Regions from separate parts of the Zea mays genome. Here all the other regions are linked to region 3. The links are chromatin contacts, called in public Hi-C maps. All regions are on one chromosome and are shown on one strand. The core of a region is the stretch at or near the end of the contact, and the rest is flanking DNA. Distances in the headings are between cores, read along the strand shown.

What was found. Hi-C and Micro-C count contacts between places; a contact is called where the count stands out from the background.
Region 1: a Hi-C map of leaf shows a contact between it and region 3, with 2.7 times the contacts expected there. The contact joins the promoter of ZCN14 here to the promoter of LOC100282778 in region 3. A contact is called at or near these places in 6 of 25 Hi-C or Micro-C datasets (ear, leaf, tassel and 1 more).
Region 2: a contact with region 3 is called in a Hi-C map of leaf, with 2.6 times the contacts expected there. The contact joins the promoter of LOC100277379 here to the promoter of LOC100282778 in region 3. A contact is called at or near these places in 4 of 25 Hi-C or Micro-C datasets (bundle sheath, ear, endosperm and 1 more).

Annotation. Positions count from the first base shown.
Region 1 is chr8:25,986,083-25,989,348 of Zm-B73-REFERENCE-NAM-5.0, forward strand. ZCN14 (ZCN14 protein) reads left to right here and starts at 1,461. Exons shown (of 4, transcript NM_001112780.2): 1 at 1,461-1,840; 2 at 1,994-2,055. The coding sequence starts at 1,646.
Region 2 is chr8:25,173,027-25,176,068 of Zm-B73-REFERENCE-NAM-5.0, forward strand. It overlaps LOC100277379, which reads left to right and starts at 1,643. Exons shown (of 2, transcript XM_008657550.4): 1 at 1,643-2,294; 2 at 2,410-2,722. The coding sequence starts at 2,182. The coding sequence ends at 2,647. It overlaps LOC100274451, which reads left to right. Exons shown (of 5, transcript NM_001148810.1): 5 at 1-372.
Region 3 is chr8:25,665,760-25,668,683 of Zm-B73-REFERENCE-NAM-5.0, forward strand. It overlaps LOC100282778, which reads left to right and starts at 1,580. Exons shown (of 5, transcript NM_001155684.2): 1 at 1,580-2,031; 2 at 2,134-2,352; 3 at 2,434-2,582; 4 at 2,707-2,924. The coding sequence starts at 1,782.

The DNA of each region.
Region 1 (3,266 bases), core at 211-2,710, 320 kb after region 3:
ATCTTGTTTTTTCTACGACCGCTATTATTATTTACCACTTGCTTACTTAGTACTTACTGTGCGGTGCGGGGTAATTGGTAAACGGGTGTCGACGTCCCGGGCGCGTACGTCGTGTTGCGGTTACTGTTACCGCGCCGTGGTCGTGGTGGGCCAGCAAAGTCTGGCGGGCGGCCAATGGGAACTCGACAGAGCGGGGGAGACATGACGGGGCTGATAGCTGTACGTCCTCCAATCCCATGCACCCGGCCACCCATCCGCTCCGCTGTCTCGTCAGCCGTCAGCTACCTCTCTAGCTGCTCGCTCCTCAAGCAGTCAAGCTTCTCAATGGAACAGTATCTATCTATCCCTACAGTGGGCAGTGGTGCCATACATGGCCAAAAGTTTTAGCAGTATATGACACCAAAGAGCAAGTTTAATAATATAGCTAATGACAGGTTTTATGATATTAATATGTCGTATATAGTTAACTAAATACCTACTCATATAATAACTCTCCATAGAGACAAACTATTGTAGAAACCGTAGTCGAATTAAAGCTGCAGCAAGCCGCAACCGAACATAGAAGCTACCTATTTTCTCTCTCTCTCCACTCCTCTTGTTTTTATGTCACCATAAATCTGACGTGATATCTCTTATACTTCGTTTATATCAATTTATTATACTTGCTCTAACACCTAGTATTGTCGGTGCCTATCTATACAGTCAAAAAAATATGAAATAGTGTAAAGATTACAAATATAATGTAAAAATATAAATATTTATACCAATATAGACCGGATCTATCATATTTAAAATTATAAGAAATCATAATTCATAATCACATGTACACAACATAAATCACCTTTACATACCATCGGTTAGTCTAAGCATGTTGTCGTGTTGTGTTCGTGCTAGGCGGCTAGGCCATTGTGATGGGGTGACAACCTCGATACGACATTGGATCTTTTACTGTATTGACACATATGTACTATGTGAATCGTGTAGTATCATGCTACAACAGTATGAATCGTGTTGTATTTAGTGTCGACTTATTTAGCACGACTCATTGGACCATCTATAAGCGGGGGTGGAGAAGAGAATTTGTTTTGACTGATGGGTTATGTATTAAAAAAAATTAGCTGGCTAAAAACTAACAGATACTAGCTACTCCTTACTAATCCTGGGCAGGGCAGGAGGAGGGGCCGGGGGCCCCCTCCCTTTCCTAGACGAGCTAGCAAACAGCGGTCAGCAGCAGGGACAGTCCATTTCCGTCTGACCCGCCCGCGGCCGTTCCCCCACCCCGCCTTTCCTTGCACCCACCCAGCAAGCAGAGCCCACCGGATGGACGGACGCCCCGCGCGCCGGCCGGCCGGTCGATTCCCCCACTCCACTCGCCGCCCGCGGCTGGGCTGCGCTGCGCATCGACGACGGACGACGACACAATCACCCCCACCCCCCGTCCAATCAGCAGCGGACGAGGGACGACCACGGCCCCCCGTCTGCCGCACGCGCGCCCGCTCTGCCAGCTGCTGCTACTACTGCTAAACCTCGCCCACCAGTCGCGTGAGGAAATAGCAACCTGCTGAGCTCGCTCGTTCGCTCGCTCGCCTGCCTTCTTCCCTGGGCAAGCTAGCTAGCTAGGATCGAGGAGGAGCTCTGCCCGGCCATGCAGCGTGGGGATCCGCTGGTGGTGGGCCGCATCATCGGCGACGTGGTGGACCCCTTCGTGCGCCGGGTGCCGCTCCGCGTCGCCTACGCCGCGCGCGAGGTCTCCAACGGCTGCGAGCTCAGGCCCTCCGCCATCGCCGACCAGCCGCGCGTCGAGGTCGGCGGACCCGACATGCGCACCTTCTACACCCTCGTACGTAACAGTCCGTTCACTCGATCTTCTCATTATATTCATCCACTGCATCCCTACTATAGACAGACAGTACATGCGTGCGTGTTGTACACGATTCCAAGCCATCAGCCAGCTTAAACCGCATGCCTGAATCTGACTAATTCTGATCTGCAGGTGATGGTAGATCCTGATGCGCCGAGCCCCAGCGATCCCAACCTCAGGGAGTACCTGCACTGGTAATCTACTACTACTAGTAGCTAGCTAGCCGCATATCCGTTTCCATCCACGTACTAGTCTACAAAACAAACTGCATGCTTCGCTGCTTTGCTTCTCTGCAGCAAGCATGACCTTAGAATAAACGATCTCGGTACATATATAATTATCTATTTATCAGTCTAAGCTATTTTAAATCTTACTACATATTTTTTTGAAATGAACCTATATTCTTAATCGTATATAAAGTAAGCATAATTACATACTCATATACTTTATATGCACTTGCATATTTGATCATACTATTGTAGATAATTTAGTTTGACCATATACTTTATTTATATGTACTACATGGAGACATATATATATATATATATATATATATATATATATATATATATATCATAAATGTACATATATAAGAAACTATTTCTTAAAAATGCAAAATATTTTTCATATATACATACATATATACATTGCATATGGTAACACACGTACTGTCCACTTCCCGTCTCTTTCAGCATGCTACAACACACGTACTGTCAGGATCTTGTCTACATTCTCCACCTCGTACGGTAGGTAGTACTGTGTACTAGCATGATATAAATAAACTAATCCAGAGTCCACCAGCCTCCCTTTCCAGTTCTAGAGATCAATAATATATGCAAGCAAACTACTATTTAGTTGTGAATGACATTAGATATCTACCTGGGCGCATTTGTAGAAACATTATCCCGATTAAGAGTAAAGATGTTACTAACTGCCCTGATCACAGATACAATATCAAATATCTATTCGACTTGTTCTTCGCGCTATATATGTGTAGTTAGTTATTACCTCCATTCTCGAATATTTGTCGCTGGCTAGTTCATTTTTCAACTAAAACGGGACAAATAAAAAAGAACGGATTAGAATGTTAGTTTCTGCAATTTCAAATATTTGTACAGAACTGTGGAAGATATAGACGCATGTTACAACCACATGATCTGATGTATTACTAGCTAGCTTTTAAGGCACACAATAGCAACCATGCCTTTTATTTTCCCAGGCAAATTATTTGAGATGGTAACTCATTCCAGACATCTTTTAGGCTAGTCGTATGCATTAGATTTAGTTAACACCAATACCCATATACCATCTGTGTAGAAAAAATGAAGTAGATAATCTGTAGATGCACCAATATCATAACGTACGTACGTGTCCGCCATCCATAATTCTTTGGAAACATCAAATT
Region 2 (3,042 bases), core at 393-2,892, 490 kb before region 3:
TCTAGCGTGAAATTGTCGGGCGGCGACTGTTGTAAATTTTGGTCATATAGGAACTCTAACCCAGTGCCATGCTGTTTGTCGTTTTGTCCACACAAGTGGTTGTCCGATATAGCACATGCTCCGATTTCATTTGTACAACTACCCGCAGTTGTGTAGGGTGCCGTGTTTGCCTAGTCGTCGAGCTGCAAGTTACCTCACATTGGAATTGGATAGGAGGAGACCTGAAACCTGGGGCAGTGAAACAAGTGGCGAGGTGAAGACCAGGAACCTGGCGAGCCTCGCCCTGTTGTAAGATGGTACGATTGCTATAGCCGTGTAATTTTTTTTTGTTGAATCAGTTTTCATTTTTAGTAAAAGGTTTGCATTGCCATTGATCGTCCTCTCTTGTTGCCCCGCCTCTCCTAGTTGAGCTGCTCATGTGTTCTAACTTTGCAACTGCTAGTCCATCTGATCCCTTTACTTTGCGATCGCCCTGAGCTGCTGAGAGTGCAGCAGTACACCTTGCAGTTGCAACGGTGAAGGAGAAGCATCTGACAGTTTGAATGGTGGAGAAGCGTCTGACGGTTTGAATGATGATCCTTATATACATTTGTGCCACCTATTCTCCTATGTTTCAGTTTTACGTTCCACTTCTTCTATATTTCACGTCCTAAAAAAATTTAAGATGATTTTAGATAATACTCTTTGTGCAACTAAATAATACTCTTATCCCATAAAATAAGACGTGCATGTTTTTTTAAAAAAAGTCAACGTAACTTTGACTAACAATTCAACCAAAAATGCATATTTTTTAGTGTATGTATGTTATATACCTGAATTTGTATTAAAAATGCTTTAACATGATGCTCATTGTGTATTTAATGATGGCATATTTTCAAAAAAAAAAATGGTCAAAGTTCTGCTTTAAAGACCATGCAAAAAAATAAAGTATATTATTATTATTACTACTATGGTTATTTGTTATTTGATTTTATATTGTAATATATTAAATATTTGTCGTTGTTTGGTTATAGAAATAACCCTTAGTTCCTGTCGTGTGTTTTCCTCTCTACGCGCATGTAGCAAGTGTTTCCAACGGCTAGCGAAATAAAATATTAGGGTGCGTTTGGTTCAATGTACAAGGAGGGATGGAATGAGGCCGCCACATTTTCTATAGTGTTTGGTTGAGAGTCAAGCGGGGGCGAGGTGAACACTGGAGTGATTTTTGGGAGCGGCGTGATCCCAAAAAATCGAGGAGACGATGTCGCCCCCGATTCATCCTACTTTGACCTCAAACCAAACATATTATTAATAATTTGAACCATGGTCTCTAGCAAGACCTTCCTTTATATAACTCATATTGGTTTGTATAGTAGAGAGAAACTATATATTAAATATGAAAATAGTAGTGATGCACGAGCAACTAACTAGTTGTTGATTGTTTTTGTAAATCCATCCTAGATCAAGTTTTGTCTTATTCTTGATTTTGCCTAGTTTTTTTATTCTTGCAATCGAAAATCGAATTGCAACAAGTATTTTTTTTAAAAAATAAACATGTGTAATAACCTTGGTCCGAAACGAACTTAAAATTCTGAGTCAGGCCTCAGGCAGTCAGGCATCTTGTTGATTGCGAAATCATTGAGGTTGGTTGGACACCTGGACCTGGACGAGAAGAACTCAACGAGAACGTGGGAGGACAAGACAGGAGGAGGCAGCCGGCGGGCGGCGGCGGCCCACGGGCACGGGCGCCACGGCCAAACGCGTGCGCCATCAGTCAAACTCCGCCCACGGACTCCCGTGACGTGGCCGGCGAGTGCGTTGGGGCCTTGGGGGAGCTGGCCAACGGTTCCGTTGTCGCTCCATCGCTGCCGTCCGCCACGCCATCCCCGACGGAAACTGCCCTGCCGCGGCTGCCTCACTGTCTGCCAGACTGCCCACCCGGCCCCGTCTATCCCTTGGAAAGTCAGACGAGAAAGCGTGCTGGGCACCGCAAGGAAAGCGACCACGAAACCGCGCGCCTCCTGCCTCTCCATCTTCTCCATATATACTACCTATCGACCGTGTCCGGCGGGCCGGACCTCTTGTCGTCTTGGTGCGCGCGCTCGGTTTCCCTTCCTTTTTCCCTCGCGCGCGGCCAACCTAGAAAGCGACGGCGGAGCCGGAGAGGGAAGGGGAGGCGGGCCGGCTGGTCAAGGGCGGACGATGTGCTGCGGCGGCGACGGGGAGTGCCGGCCGCTCGGGTGGCTCCTGGGCCTGCCCTTCGCGCTGCTCGCCGTCCTCGTCTCCTTCGTCGGCGCCGTCATCTGGATCATCGGGTGCGTGGTTTCCTTCTTGTTCGATCTTGCTCCCCTTTATTTTCTTCTTCTCCCTTCTCCCGTTAAAGTAAGCAGATTAACTGATAGCTTCAGTCCGTTTGGTCCGTGCATCCAGGCTGCCCATCTCGTTTATGCCCCTGCTGCCTCTGCGTGACGGTGCTGCTGGAGGTGGCCGTGGAGCTCGTCAAGGCGCCGCTCCATGTCATGACCTGGTTTACCTCCAAGATCCCCTGCTAGCTGTCCCCTGCTTTCTGCTGTGCGGATCATACATACATCTTGCTTTAGCCGGAGAGGTTGCTGTACTGTACTGTACTGTTGTTTCGTTTCGTCGTCGCTTGGTCCGTTCGTCCTAGTGCTACTTTGGGTTTCTGCGATTGATTTTTCAGACTAGCTTGTTCTTGAATTGAATGCATGGACTTGTGCTGCCAGCGCCCTGGCTAGCTACGACGATCAGATCAGCCGGCAGCCCGGCACACTGACTTTGGTCACGGCTGCCTTCATGGCGTAGGTTTTTGCGTGTGTTCCGCAGGGAATCCGCATGAAAATCCGTCTGAAATTGCGAGCGGAGCGGTTCCAGAATCCAAACTTGCAAGTTCCGCCTCCGCCTCCGCCGGCTGGGGCGAAGATTCCGCCGAGTGGGCCTGGGGGTCGCTTGGGTAGTTTGGATTTAAGCGACTGCTCCGCACTAGGCCAAAAGGCTCAACTTTCCTTCTCGGCCCATGCCCATTCTAAACCGTACTACCTACTC
Region 3 (2,924 bases), core at 330-2,829:
GACCGTTTAGGCCCGCTGCGAGCCGGGCTCAGACAGGGAATTGAGCCCGCAGGGTTTAGATAGCTCGGCCCATTTTCTAACTGTGCCTGACAGACCGGATCCAAAATGGGCTGGGCTTCACCGGGCCAGGGCCGGGCAGCCCGTTTTGCCATCTTAGGCTGTACACGGACGGTACGGTTGCTGCTGCATGGCGATCGGGCTCGAGCCCCGTTCTGCAGAGATGCTCTGACTGATATGTATATTTTATGTGTAGAGGTATATATAGGATAATTTATAGGTAAACCGTTATAGAAAGAATGAATATAAGGGGAAATATTGCTGACGTGGATACATAGTAGCGTTTATTTTATGAGAAAAAATTTGAAGCTAACAGCTGCGGACAGGTTAACGGTGTAGCGTAGCGGCTGTACACGGACGGTACGGTTGCGACTGCATGGCAACTGGCAATCGGGCTCGGCCCCCCGTCCTGCAGAGATGCTCTGACTGACCTCCACCTCCATGCAGCGCATCCCCCGAAGTGGCTGGGTCCTACTCGCGTGGGGGAGAAAAGGCCCATCCCAGAAATAAGATATTCGAAAGCTGTGCGTCGCGTCCTCCACACACATCACATCCCAGGGCCCGGGCTGACGGCTGTCGACCAAGGGAGGTTTACTACTGGATTTTATTCGCTAACTAGGATAGGAAGAAGAAGAAACCACTCTGTGATCTGTCACGTGGTGCGCGCGTGAGCACCGCGTCGACCGCTGTGGTCGGGGCCCGCCGGAATAATTGAGCCTTTGGGAGGGAAGAGGAGGAAGGGTTTTGGGGCTGGAGGACCCAGCACAATTACTGTGGACGTACTGGAGCAGCCGAGCTCGAGCTGCTGTGCGGCTGGCTGTTTCCCCCCTCCAGTCCAGTCCAGCCTCCACCACCCACCACCTCCTCCTGCTCGCTCATTCACTCACCATGTGTTTGGTTGTCTTCCCTATAGATGCAACTGTATCTGCATATACAAAATATAGTGTTTGTTTGGTTGGCTGTATTGCAAGAGACAGGCTAGCACGAACTTTAAAGCGCCGCGAGCCAGGTCCGGCGGGAACGCTCCGCGCGGTCGCACGCGCGCGGCCAGGCTTGGGCGAGTCTGCTGTTTACTCGTGCACGTAAATCGAGATGTTGGTTTTATTGGTTTTTTTGTTATATCCTGTAATTAAAAGATTTAATTACCGAACCGATTACATATCTGTGTTTCTGATATTTTTACGAACGAAACTAGACCACACATGCTATGTATATTTTAAATAAAAAAATTACGTGATTAAGATTAGTATATAATTAGTGTTTATTAACATGTAGTTAGTGTCTATTAAATAATTTTAACATATAATTACTGTCTACTAATATAATTTTCATTTATTTAATAACATTTTTAACTCATACAACAAATATTCATACCAGCAACCAAACAACATCTCTCATAAAACAGACTGATTGCATGCAGACAACCAAACACAAGAAGTTGCATGTGTCTAGTCAGACCAGTCAGAGCCAGGCTCACTAGATACGAAACAGCCTCAGCCAACCAGTCAACCAAACAGGCCCTCAGATTTGCACTCGGCCGGCATGGCATTTATCCCCCACCTACAATCTCAGGCAATCCGCCATTACTGAGAGCCCCATCGCACATCGGGTCGTGGCAAGCTCGCGACGCGGAAGCGCCACCGCTCCCCTGTCCGTCTCCGTCCACCTCCTGTGCCGGCTGCCTGCCTACCACATCAATCAGTGTGACCATCCAGCACATTCCCATGACGGGCCACGCCAGCCTGCTGCTGCCGGCGCTCGCCGCCGTCCTGCTCTGCTGCCCCCTCGCGCAATGCGGGCAGCAGAACTACACCTCCATGTTCAGCTTCGGCGACTCGCTCACCGACACCGGCAACCTGCTCGTGTCCAGCCCGCTCTCCAACCACATCGTCGGCCGCTACCCCTACGGCATCACCTACTTCCACCGCTCCACCGGCCGCTGCTCCGACGGCCGCCTCGTCGTCGACTTCCTAGGTGCGTTTGTGCGTGCGCGCGTCGTCCTCCTCCTCCTCCTCCTCCTCCTCCTCTTCTTCTCGGTGCATTTCCGTCTCTGACGCGAACGCCACCTCGCCGCAGCGCAAGCGTTCGGCCTGCCGCTGCTGCAGCCGTACCTGCAGTCCCGCGGCAAGGACCTGCGCCGGGGCGTCAACTTCGCCGTCGGCGGCGCCACCGCCATGGATCCGCCCTTCTTCCAGGAGATCGGCGCGTCCGACAAGCTCTGGACCAACCTGTCCCTCAGCGTCCAGCTCGGCTGGTTCGAGCAGCTCAAGCCGTCGCTCTGCAGCTCACCGAAAGGTCCGTCGCTCAAATCCGACATTTTTCTTTTTGCAATTTTTTTTGCCTCTGCTCTGAAATCTGAGTGAACGAGGCAAACAGAGTGCAAGGAGTACTTCAGCAAGTCCCTCTTCCTGGTCGGAGAGATCGGGGGGAACGACTACAACTACGCCTTCTTCAAGGGCAAGACCCTGGACGACGCCAAGACCTACGTCCCCACGGTCGCCGCCGCGGTCACCGATGCCACCGAGGTCACCACCGAACCTATCCTCTCCATTTGTTTACTGCATCTCTCCCTCGCTCTCGCACTAAACAATTCGGGAATCTCTCTTCTCTCTGCCCGTTAACGTTACTCGCTCGCGATCGCGACTGCAGAGGCTGATCAAGGCCGGCGCCACGCACCTGGTGGTGCCGGGGAACCTGCCCATGGGCTGCTCGTCGGCGTACCTGACCCTGCACCCGGGCCGCAACGGCAGCGACTACGACGCCGCCGGTTGCCTCAGGACGTACAACGACTTCGCGCAGCACCACAACGCTGTGCTCCAGCGGAAACTGCGGGCGCTCCGGGCGAAGTACCCGCAGGCGAGGATCAT